Regions from separate parts of the Mus musculus genome. Here regions 1 and 3 are each linked to region 2. A link is a contact called in public HiChIP or PLAC-seq and Micro-C data. All regions are on one chromosome and are shown on one strand. Each heading gives the region's core, a stretch centred on a gene start, on an enhancer-like site or on the middle of the called end of the contact. The rest is flanking DNA. Distances are from core to core; before and after follow the strand shown. Region 1 holds the start of Dph3 (diphthamine biosynthesis 3). Region 2 holds the start of Slc18a3 (solute carrier family 18 (vesicular monoamine), member 3). Region 3 holds the start of Ncoa4 (nuclear receptor coactivator 4).

Evidence for each region. A called contact is a pair of places that touch in the nucleus more often than the background predicts. HiChIP or PLAC-seq counts read pairs in DNA pulled down with a chosen protein or histone mark.
Region 1: a contact with region 2 is called in a Micro-C map of embryonic stem cells, with 3 times the contacts expected there. The contact joins the promoter of Dph3 here to the promoter of Slc18a3 in region 2. A contact is called at or near these places in 7 of 39 promoter capture datasets (the 3T3-L1 cell line, the HPC-7 cell line, embryonic stem cells and 4 more), 3 of 484 Hi-C or Micro-C datasets (cortical neurons and embryonic stem cells) and 5 of 115 datasets of contacts at active chromatin or transcription factors (embryonic stem cells and large pre-B cells).
Region 3: a contact with region 2 is called in an H3K4me3 HiChIP or PLAC-seq map of embryonic stem cells, with 10 read pairs. The contact joins the promoter of Ncoa4 here to the promoter of Slc18a3 in region 2. A contact is called at or near these places in 15 of 39 promoter capture datasets (the 3T3-L1 cell line, the C10 cell line, the SN4741 cell line and 11 more), 1 of 484 Hi-C or Micro-C datasets (embryonic stem cells), 6 of 115 datasets of contacts at active chromatin or transcription factors (bone marrow-derived dendritic cells, bone marrow-derived macrophages, embryonic forebrain and 2 more) and 2 of 9 other capture datasets (adipose tissue and pancreatic islet).

Annotation. Positions count from the first base shown.
Region 1 is chr14:32,084,349-32,087,048 of GRCm38.p6, forward strand. Dph3 (diphthamine biosynthesis 3) reads right to left here and starts at 1,344. Exons shown (of 3, transcript NM_172254.4): 1 at 1,062-1,344; 2 at 559-633. The coding sequence starts at 1,169. It overlaps Oxnad1 (oxidoreductase NAD-binding domain containing 1), which reads left to right and starts at 1,380. Exons shown (of 8, transcript NM_145460.2): 1 at 1,380-1,705.
Region 2 is chr14:32,463,404-32,466,103 of GRCm38.p6, forward strand. Slc18a3 (solute carrier family 18 (vesicular monoamine), member 3) reads right to left here and starts at 1,447. Exons shown (of 1, transcript NM_021712.3): 1 at 1-1,447. The coding sequence starts at 1,021. It overlaps Chat (choline acetyltransferase), which reads right to left and starts at 2,506. Exons shown (of 16, transcript NM_009891.2): 1 at 2,404-2,506.
Region 3 is chr14:32,158,466-32,161,165 of GRCm38.p6, forward strand. Ncoa4 (nuclear receptor coactivator 4) reads left to right here and starts at 1,422. Exons shown (of 10, transcript NM_001033988.2): 1 at 1,422-1,545.

The sequences.
Region 1 (2,700 bases), core at 94-2,593, 380 kb before region 2:
AGACTGTTACATTCTGTACTTAGACTCCAAAGCACTAACTGAGCTTTGGGTGGGAAGTAAAGATATTTACCCCTTTTCTATTGCCATTCCTAATGGATACAAAGGAACATGGAACTGTAACATTACATCTAGGAACTATATCTCAAACAAGGTAGATTCTGTACATAAGCTAGGCAAGCAATAAAATGCAATCTTCTAAAAATATCCTAGAGCTCTGAACAAACTAAATATTAAATACAAGAGAAATGTCAAAAGGAAGAACATCAATTAAAATAACCATAATTTTTCATTCCTGATTAAGTCATCAATTTTCATTACAAAGCAATTTCTTTATTGCCCTTTCCAAAGTGATCATAAGTTACATAAAAGGCAGATCTCTGTGAATTCAAGGCCAGCCTGGTTCACATCATGAGTTCCAGTATAGCCAGGGCTACTTAAGGTCCCTGTCTCAAAAAACAAACCAACACCCAACACTCTTCCGCCCTTTTCTATCAGACAGGCTCCTTTAGGCCCTTGTCATTAGCTCACACCACCCATCCCCTTTAACATATCCCTTACTTTGTCATAAATCACTTTTATAATGAGTGAGCAGCTAGGACACGTGGCCACATCTTCTCCATTTTCCAAATCTTCCTACAACGCAATCAAACAACATATGGTCAGCATAGCCTTTCGTCAACTTCCCATAAATCTCTCCTATGTCTATGGGCAAGTCTTTAGTTGGGTAACAACACAAAGAACTTTCCTCCCAAGTGTCATCTAGGAAAAAAAAACAGGGAGATTAGATTGGTTCGATCGCCTCCAAAACCCTGGGGTACAAAATCAAGTTCCCTTCTTCAAAGAAGCTCCCAGGGGAAAAAAAAATAGAAAAAAAAGAAAAACACTTAGGGGCGGGACTACGGAGAACAGCGCCCTTAACCCGACCCTGTATGCTAGACAGCCTAGGTTACTACTTTAGGGGCGGGGGTTCGGAAGAACACGTGGGTAACTGAGCCTTCCCAGGGACACCGGAAGCGACAATGCGCAAGCTCGAGGGATCGCCGGCGGGCCCTTTAGAGTACCTTGGTGATGGCAAAGTTATCCCCACAGGGGCAAGGGTAGAAATATGTCTCCGAGTCCTCGTCATATTGAAAGTCCTCGATCTCCACCTCGTCGTGAAACACCGCCATGGTCACCCGGTCGGCACCGCATCAGCTTGCCTACCTGCGCCCAGGCAGGGTAAGGCCCGGTCTTCCCGGTCCACCCTGGCGCAGGAACAGTCACTTCCGGACGCACAGGCGATGACGTAACTTCTACCGCCGCGGCCAAAAGGGTGACCCGGTCGCGGTCGCCATGGAGATAGCGCCGGAAAGATGGTGCTTCCTGCGCAGCAGCGTTGCGCAGTTCTCCGTCCACTGGGTGCCAGCGACCAATAGTGTGAAGGGCTCCCTCTCATGGCGGTTACGTCAGTCCGGGGCCCGGGGAGTTTGGGCTTGGGATATAAACGAGTTTTCTATGCAGGTGGAGTCTTGTCCTCCATAGCTGACTTCAGAGGACATTAAAAGAATTGGCGGAGGCTACGCCCTCTTGAAAGGGGGAATCATTGAGGCTCAGGGAGCCACACAGCGTCCTCTCCAGTTCTCGGCCCACAGCGCTCCTGCAATTGCGTTTCAGGCGACCTTGAACTCTGAGTGACTCTTGGCCTGTTATGAGTTCTTGCCTGCAGGTACATCACTGCCTCTCTCACCCCAGCCACTTTCTGATACCCCGGTTGTGTTGTAGAGAACCAAGATCTGCAAGACAGGGGCGAGTTCTAGCCATATTTTAAATATTCACTGCAGTGGTGGGCACAGTAGCTTTTAATTATTGGGGTTTTTAGTGGGCAACCTATATGTTAAACTTGATCTTGAGGTTCAAAAATCCATTTTATTCATCTTTAACATAGATTTAGAGACTGGGCATCTTGCCCAAGATTGCATACCTAGGCCATAACGATGAGCCTAGCTGTCTCTAAAGCCCAGGAACAAATTATTTATGTGAACTTTAGTTCTCGGTAAAAGGAATGGTGTTCCTGGTATTTTCGTCAGCGTGCAGCCTCTTCTTTGAGAAGCACGTTGTTCCGAGAGCCGTGCTGGGCTTGTTCCGGTTACAACCAGGGACTTTGGAGTAGTGCTAAGCAGTTACTCATCTCACTGGAGGAGTGCAGTGTAGTGAAAAGTAGTATGGCAGAACTGGATTCCAGTTTGACTTGAAGAGCTCTGGGGGTTGGAAAATTACATTCTTTGGTTCTTACATCCTCTTCTGAGAGTAGATCCTTTGGAATCTAACATTCTTTTGCACGAGAATGAATAGTTCAGCAGTCATGTATGACTTATGTAGTTTACATTTCTGTAACAGTGTTTAAGTATGTACAGTTGTGTGCATAAATTACCAATTTTGTGCATGTTTAAAGGACACTATATTTTGAAGCCTTTTTGAAGTGTGAAAACCTATGGGCAGAGAAGCCTTTGGGAGGAAAAAACCCAGAACTTAAGTGTATGGAAGGTTGTTTCAAAGATCTCCATTCCTTTTTTTTTTTTTTTTTTTAACATAATTGAAGATCTAAATAGCAATTAGGAGATCTTTGTAGCCTGTTGCAGGTTAGCTGTAGCCTGTCTGGGCAGAAGAGAAATGCAGTGAAAGCCTTCTATCTTTATGGGTATAAATACTTCCCAGGTAACC
Region 2 (2,700 bases), core at 197-2,696:
CTAACACGTGTGGCACGAAAGCCGGCAGCCAAACCATGCCCATCTCCCACTCGGATGCCGCCATTGTGTGCTTCATCCACGTGGCTATGGTGGGCTCGAGAAACGCAAGGGGAATGTTACAAGTTGTGAGCGCTCCGGCTACAACAGCGATGTAAGGGTCTAGCATGAGGCGATGGATAGGTGTGCCCACGGGCAGGTTGGCCCGCGCCCGAGCCGCAGCTGAGAAAGGCTTAGCCACCGCCAGGAGTAGGAGTGCGTCGAAGAGCGACACGGCGGCGAGCACTAGAAAGGGTACACGCTTGCCCGCGAACTCGTAGAGGATGCCCCCAAACGGTGGCGCCACTAGGCTTCCAAAGCTGATGAAGGCTAGCGCCACGCCCAGAGCACGACTGCGCTCAGGCTCCTCGGGATACTTGTCGGCGATCATGGCAATGCCAGACGTGTCCGCGAAGGCTGAGCCCAGGCCTTGTAGACTGCGCGCAGCGAAGAGCGTGGCATAGTCTTCTGCAAAGGCAAACATGACTGTGGAGGCGAACATGACGCCCAGGCCAATAAGCAGCGGCACGTCGTAGCTCATGCGATCAATGAAAGGCCCGCTTAAGGGGTTCACCAGAAGCTGCAGGATGGCCTTGGAGGCAAATAGCACGCCTATCTTCACATCTTCACTTTCTGTGGGGTAGCGAGGCCGCAGGATTGACCGAGCCGACCCGGCAGCCGTCGGGGACGCCGAGGTGTTGGCCAAGTAGGCGCTGGCATTAGCCAGAGTGGGCGGCGGCAGGGTGGGTTCCCACACCTCAGAGATCAGGGTAGGGCTCTCGCTGCCCCCGCGCATGTGAGCGATATAGTCGGGAACAATGGGCACGATGACCATGTACAACATGTTGTCCAGTAACAGTGCAACGCACACGATGACCAGCACCAGGCGCCGCTGCCTCTGGGGCTCTTGTAGCGCGGCTCCCACTGCTTCCGACAGCTTGGTGGCCGCCGCCCGGGCCTGACCGGTTGGCGCGGTGGGTTCCATGCCCCTACCCGCTGCTCTTCCTAAGATGCCTCCACCGGAGTCGGGTGTCGGCGTCCCGCAGTGCAGAGGCTAGGGTACGGTACTTCGGGGGCGCGGTCCTAGCCGCGTAGCGCCCCCTGTGCTTCAGGTGGCTGTGGGGTTCATATCCCCGAGCTCAGGAGAAAAAAAAAAAAAAATCAAGGATTGTCCCGCGCGGCGCCGCTGCTCTTAGATGCTCCAGGGACCAGTTGCCGCTGTTTCGGATGCAACCGCGGAGGCCGGCAAGCCGAGGGGCTGAGGCGGGAGACTGGACGCGCGGTGCCCAGAGAGAGCAGGAGCAGCCCCTGCCGCGCAGAGAGGCCGTGTGCACCCGCCCAGGGGCATGCTGCCGCCGCCCGCCGTCTCTCCAGCCCTCCCCGCGCGTCCGCTCTTGCCTCTTCCTCCACCGCCGCCTCTCTTTTTTTTTTTTTTTCTCCCTCCACTTGGGGCTATGACGCGGTGAGTCTCGGCCCCCGAGTGGTGCCCGGGCCACTGGCGTCGCTCATGCTAATAGGACGTCGTCGGGGCGGGGGCCGGGGGCCGGGGGCGGGGCGCGTCCGGGCAGGGGTCCGCTTCCGAGATGTTTCCAGGTTGGGAGCAAGGGGAAGGGGATCTTGGCGAGCTGTAGTCCTAGACAAGCCCCTGGGGATGGGTGAGCAGTGGAAGGAACCGGCCCTATGTTTCCCCCAGTTCTGGGACCTATAGGGGTGAGGTTCCCCCAATTGGGAGGAGGGGTGCGGCAGCCGGTTCCCCGCAGCCTGGTGGGAGACGGGAGAGCCGGGGGCTCTAGACCTCCTCCTCAGCCTGGACTTCGGCGCACAGCGGGCACGGAGCCCCCGAGGTGAGCCGCGCTGCCTCCATCTGTTCTCGCAGCTGGAACACGCAGCCGGGACCCAGAGGCACAGCGCAAGCAACCCCCTTCCTCAATCCCGCCCCCAGCCCGTCTCATCCCCTCCTCCGGGAAGGGAGGGGGAAGGTACAGAGCCTTCAGGGTCTGGTTCCGACCCACCTGCCCTTAGGCAGAAAGTCTTAGCAGCTAATTCCAGTCTTTAAGGGTTTGAGTATTGAGAGGAGGAGTCGTTCTTTGCACCCAGGGTCCTGGAAGTCAAAACTAACACTTTTTGACCTCCCCCTACCTGGCCTCTCCTTTTCGGCTTTCCGGGCGCGGGTCTCTCCCCCCCCCCCCCCCAGCTCCGCCTATTTTCCCTTCCTTTCTACTCTCCCACTCCTCTTTCTAACTCCTCCCTGGCCCTCTTCTCTCCAGACCTTACCCTCCCTCTGCTCTTGAGAGCCTCCGCCCACTTTTCTGCATTTCCTCACCCCACCCCCACCCCGGCCGCCTCCAAGTCTTGAGTGGGGCTCACAAGTGGCGTGGAAGCTTCTGGGTCTCACGCAGCAGGGCCTCTGCAGCTTTGCTGTCAGTAGAGGCTTAGGAAGGCTCACCTTCCTTCCGGGAGGGCTGCACACGCTGAGCGTCCTGATTTGCAGGCGACAGGCTGAACAGATCAGCCTATGCGTTGGGCCCAGTGTGTCCTCAGAAGAGTTTTGACCCTAGATGGCACGTGAGGCCCGAGTTCCAGTCCACAGACTGGAAGGAGAGAGGATGCCAGTCAGCTGAGATTGGAGGTGGTGGTGACGTTGAGATTGGACTTTCCCTGTCT
Region 3 (2,700 bases), core at 172-2,671, 300 kb before region 2:
GCTCCAACAGGTGTCATGCATGTGTGCTTTCCTATGGGGCCCACATCCATTTCCACCACTTCTACAAATAAGGCTCTTCTGCCTGCATCTTGTTTCTGGTTTAGGCTAGAGAAGTGGTTCAGTGGTTAAGAGCCCCGAAGCTCTTCCAGAGGTTCTGAGTTCCCAGCAACCACATGGTGGCTCAGAACCATCTGTTTCTGCTTTACAATGGAAAAAAGCATGTGTGTTCATGATGAAACCAGACTTCTTCTTTGTCCCTGGTACTCTCATTTATCCTTCCTTCCAGTTACTTAGGTACCCCCTCTTTATCGAGTCCCCACATCACACTGTGTTTGCATAAGGTTAGAACAGGTTAGAGATACTGGAGAAGGGGCTCTCTAGACCTCACGCAGTCTGACAGGAAACTCAGAAGCCGGACTTCTGTGGGTGGTGGGGCCTAGCTCTAGGGTCAGTTAGGTGTGGCATACAGACCAGCTAAAATACACTGACTTGAAACTGTAACATTAATTCTGACATTTATTTACTCAATATTTAAAAAAAAATGTAGCATGTTTTTCCTAAGTTATAAAGCCCATCAGCCTTGTCTTAGTCACTGTTTTATTGCTGTGAAGAGACACCATGACCATGGCAACTCTTACAAAAGGAAGCATTTGCCTGGGCCATCTTTACCATTTCAGAGGCTTTGTCCATTATCAGCATGGCATAAAGCAGGGTGGCCTGCAGGCAGAAGTAGCTCAGAGTACTACATCCAGATCCACATGCAGCAGAAAGAAAGAGTGAGCCACTAAGCCTGGCTTGGACTTCTGAAGCCTCAAAGCCAACCCCCAGTGACATACTTCCTCCCCCAAAGCCACACCCACCCCAACAAGGACACTCACTCTAAGTAGAGCCATCTTCTCATCAGTAAGCATTCAAACACGTGAGCCCGAGAGGGCCATTCTTACTCAAACCACCACAAACCCCAGAGGAAAAAAAGAGTTTATTTTCTTTATTTGCATGACTCTTTTTTGCCTGCATATATACATCTGTACCGTGTGCACGCCTGGTGCCCTTGGAGGTCAGAAGGCACTGGAACCAGGAGGTATGGGTGGTTGTGAGCCATCCTGTAGGTGGCTGGGAACCAAAACTGGGTCCTCTGCAAGAACAGGAAGTGCTTTTTTTTTTTTTTTTCAAGACAGGGTTTCTCTGTGTAGCCCTGGCTGTCCTGGAACTCACTCTGTAGACCAGGCTGTCCTCGAACTCAGAAATCCGCCTGCCTCTGCCTCTGCCTCCGGAGTGCTGGGATTAGAGACTTACTGATAGGCACGAAAATGATCCAGACTAAGGGCAGGGAGTGTTACTGCATGCCTCCACGTTGAGCTCTAAGAAGACTTTGCGCAGGCGCGGAAGGAAATCTCGCGAGACTGTCAGAACACTACCGAGAAGCGTGGTAGGGAGGCCATCCTATCGCGAGAACTCTGTCTTCAGGGTCCGGATCCTTCCACGGCTAAGTGTCTGGGTCGGTCTAAGGTCCGCTCGGATCACCGGAAGGAGCGCTGCCAGCCGGTAAGGACGAGAGTGGCCGGCGGGCGCGCTTCCTCTTCTGCCCTGTGCCCTTCTTCGCTCCGGCCTGTGGCCTGTCCTGCCCTCCCCTCCATTCTTCCCGACCCTCGGGTCCGGGACCACCATCCCACCTGCCTGCACGCGGGGCCCAATGGCCCTTCCCTTCCCCAGGTCACGTCTGCTGTGATCGCCTCTCCAGTCCCCGCGTCGCGCCAGGCCAGAGCTCCTCTCCCTCCCCTCGTCCCGACGCTACCACTTTTCCTTCATGCCCAAGCGCTGGATCTGTCTTCTCTCCTCTGTCCTGTCGACATGTTTCGTTCCTGGGCCACGATTGCAGCCTGAATGCTTCTCTTCCATCCCTTTCCCTACATTGCCCTGACTGTCCTCTGGGTTTATAGCGGTGACAGCCCTGTTTCTCTGGTCCCAGGCGGGCCTGGTTTCCATTACTGACCCAGTGCACATTTGCCCCTATTCCTAGTGGTTTGGCAAGGTGGAATGACTTCTGGAGGCCCACTATCCGTTTCCTTCTCCCAGCAGTCCCTTTAAATCGTTTGATTCGTCCCTTCAGCTGATGAGAAGAGAGAGCTTGCAGAATCATTAATTCATAGCTCGGGCGTTCATTTGCTATATGCTTAGGGTACTGAGGATATAGTAATGTAAAGAAGTGGACGTGCTCCCGGCCCTGATGTGACTTAGCCCTTGCGGTGGGAACAGTATGGGTTTAAGTGCTACAGGCTGGAACTTGGGAGGATGGCTCAAGAATGACAAGTCAGAGGGGCTGGAGTTATCTGACCCTCCTGCACACAGCTCTCCTGCTAGTGTTGTTTAGTAGGTAAGGGCCTGCCACCCTGGCGTCCTTTTGGAAGGACTTGACTTTCCACCCACTTGGTAATTTGGAGTATGGTCATAGACCTTTTGAGTTACTTCCCTGGGTGTGTATGGGACAGGTAAGGCTGTTGGTTCTCCGTTAGCATCCCACTGTGATGTTTCTGAACTTTTAAAGTACATTAGAACATTGGAAAGAATTTCATCCTGTGTGACAAACAGGAGACTAATTTGTACTGCTCAGCAGGTCGCTTGATTTGCTCTGTGGATTTTTTTGTTTGTTTAAGAAGAGTGTCAGATCCCCTTACAAGCCATTGTGAGTCACCTGATGTG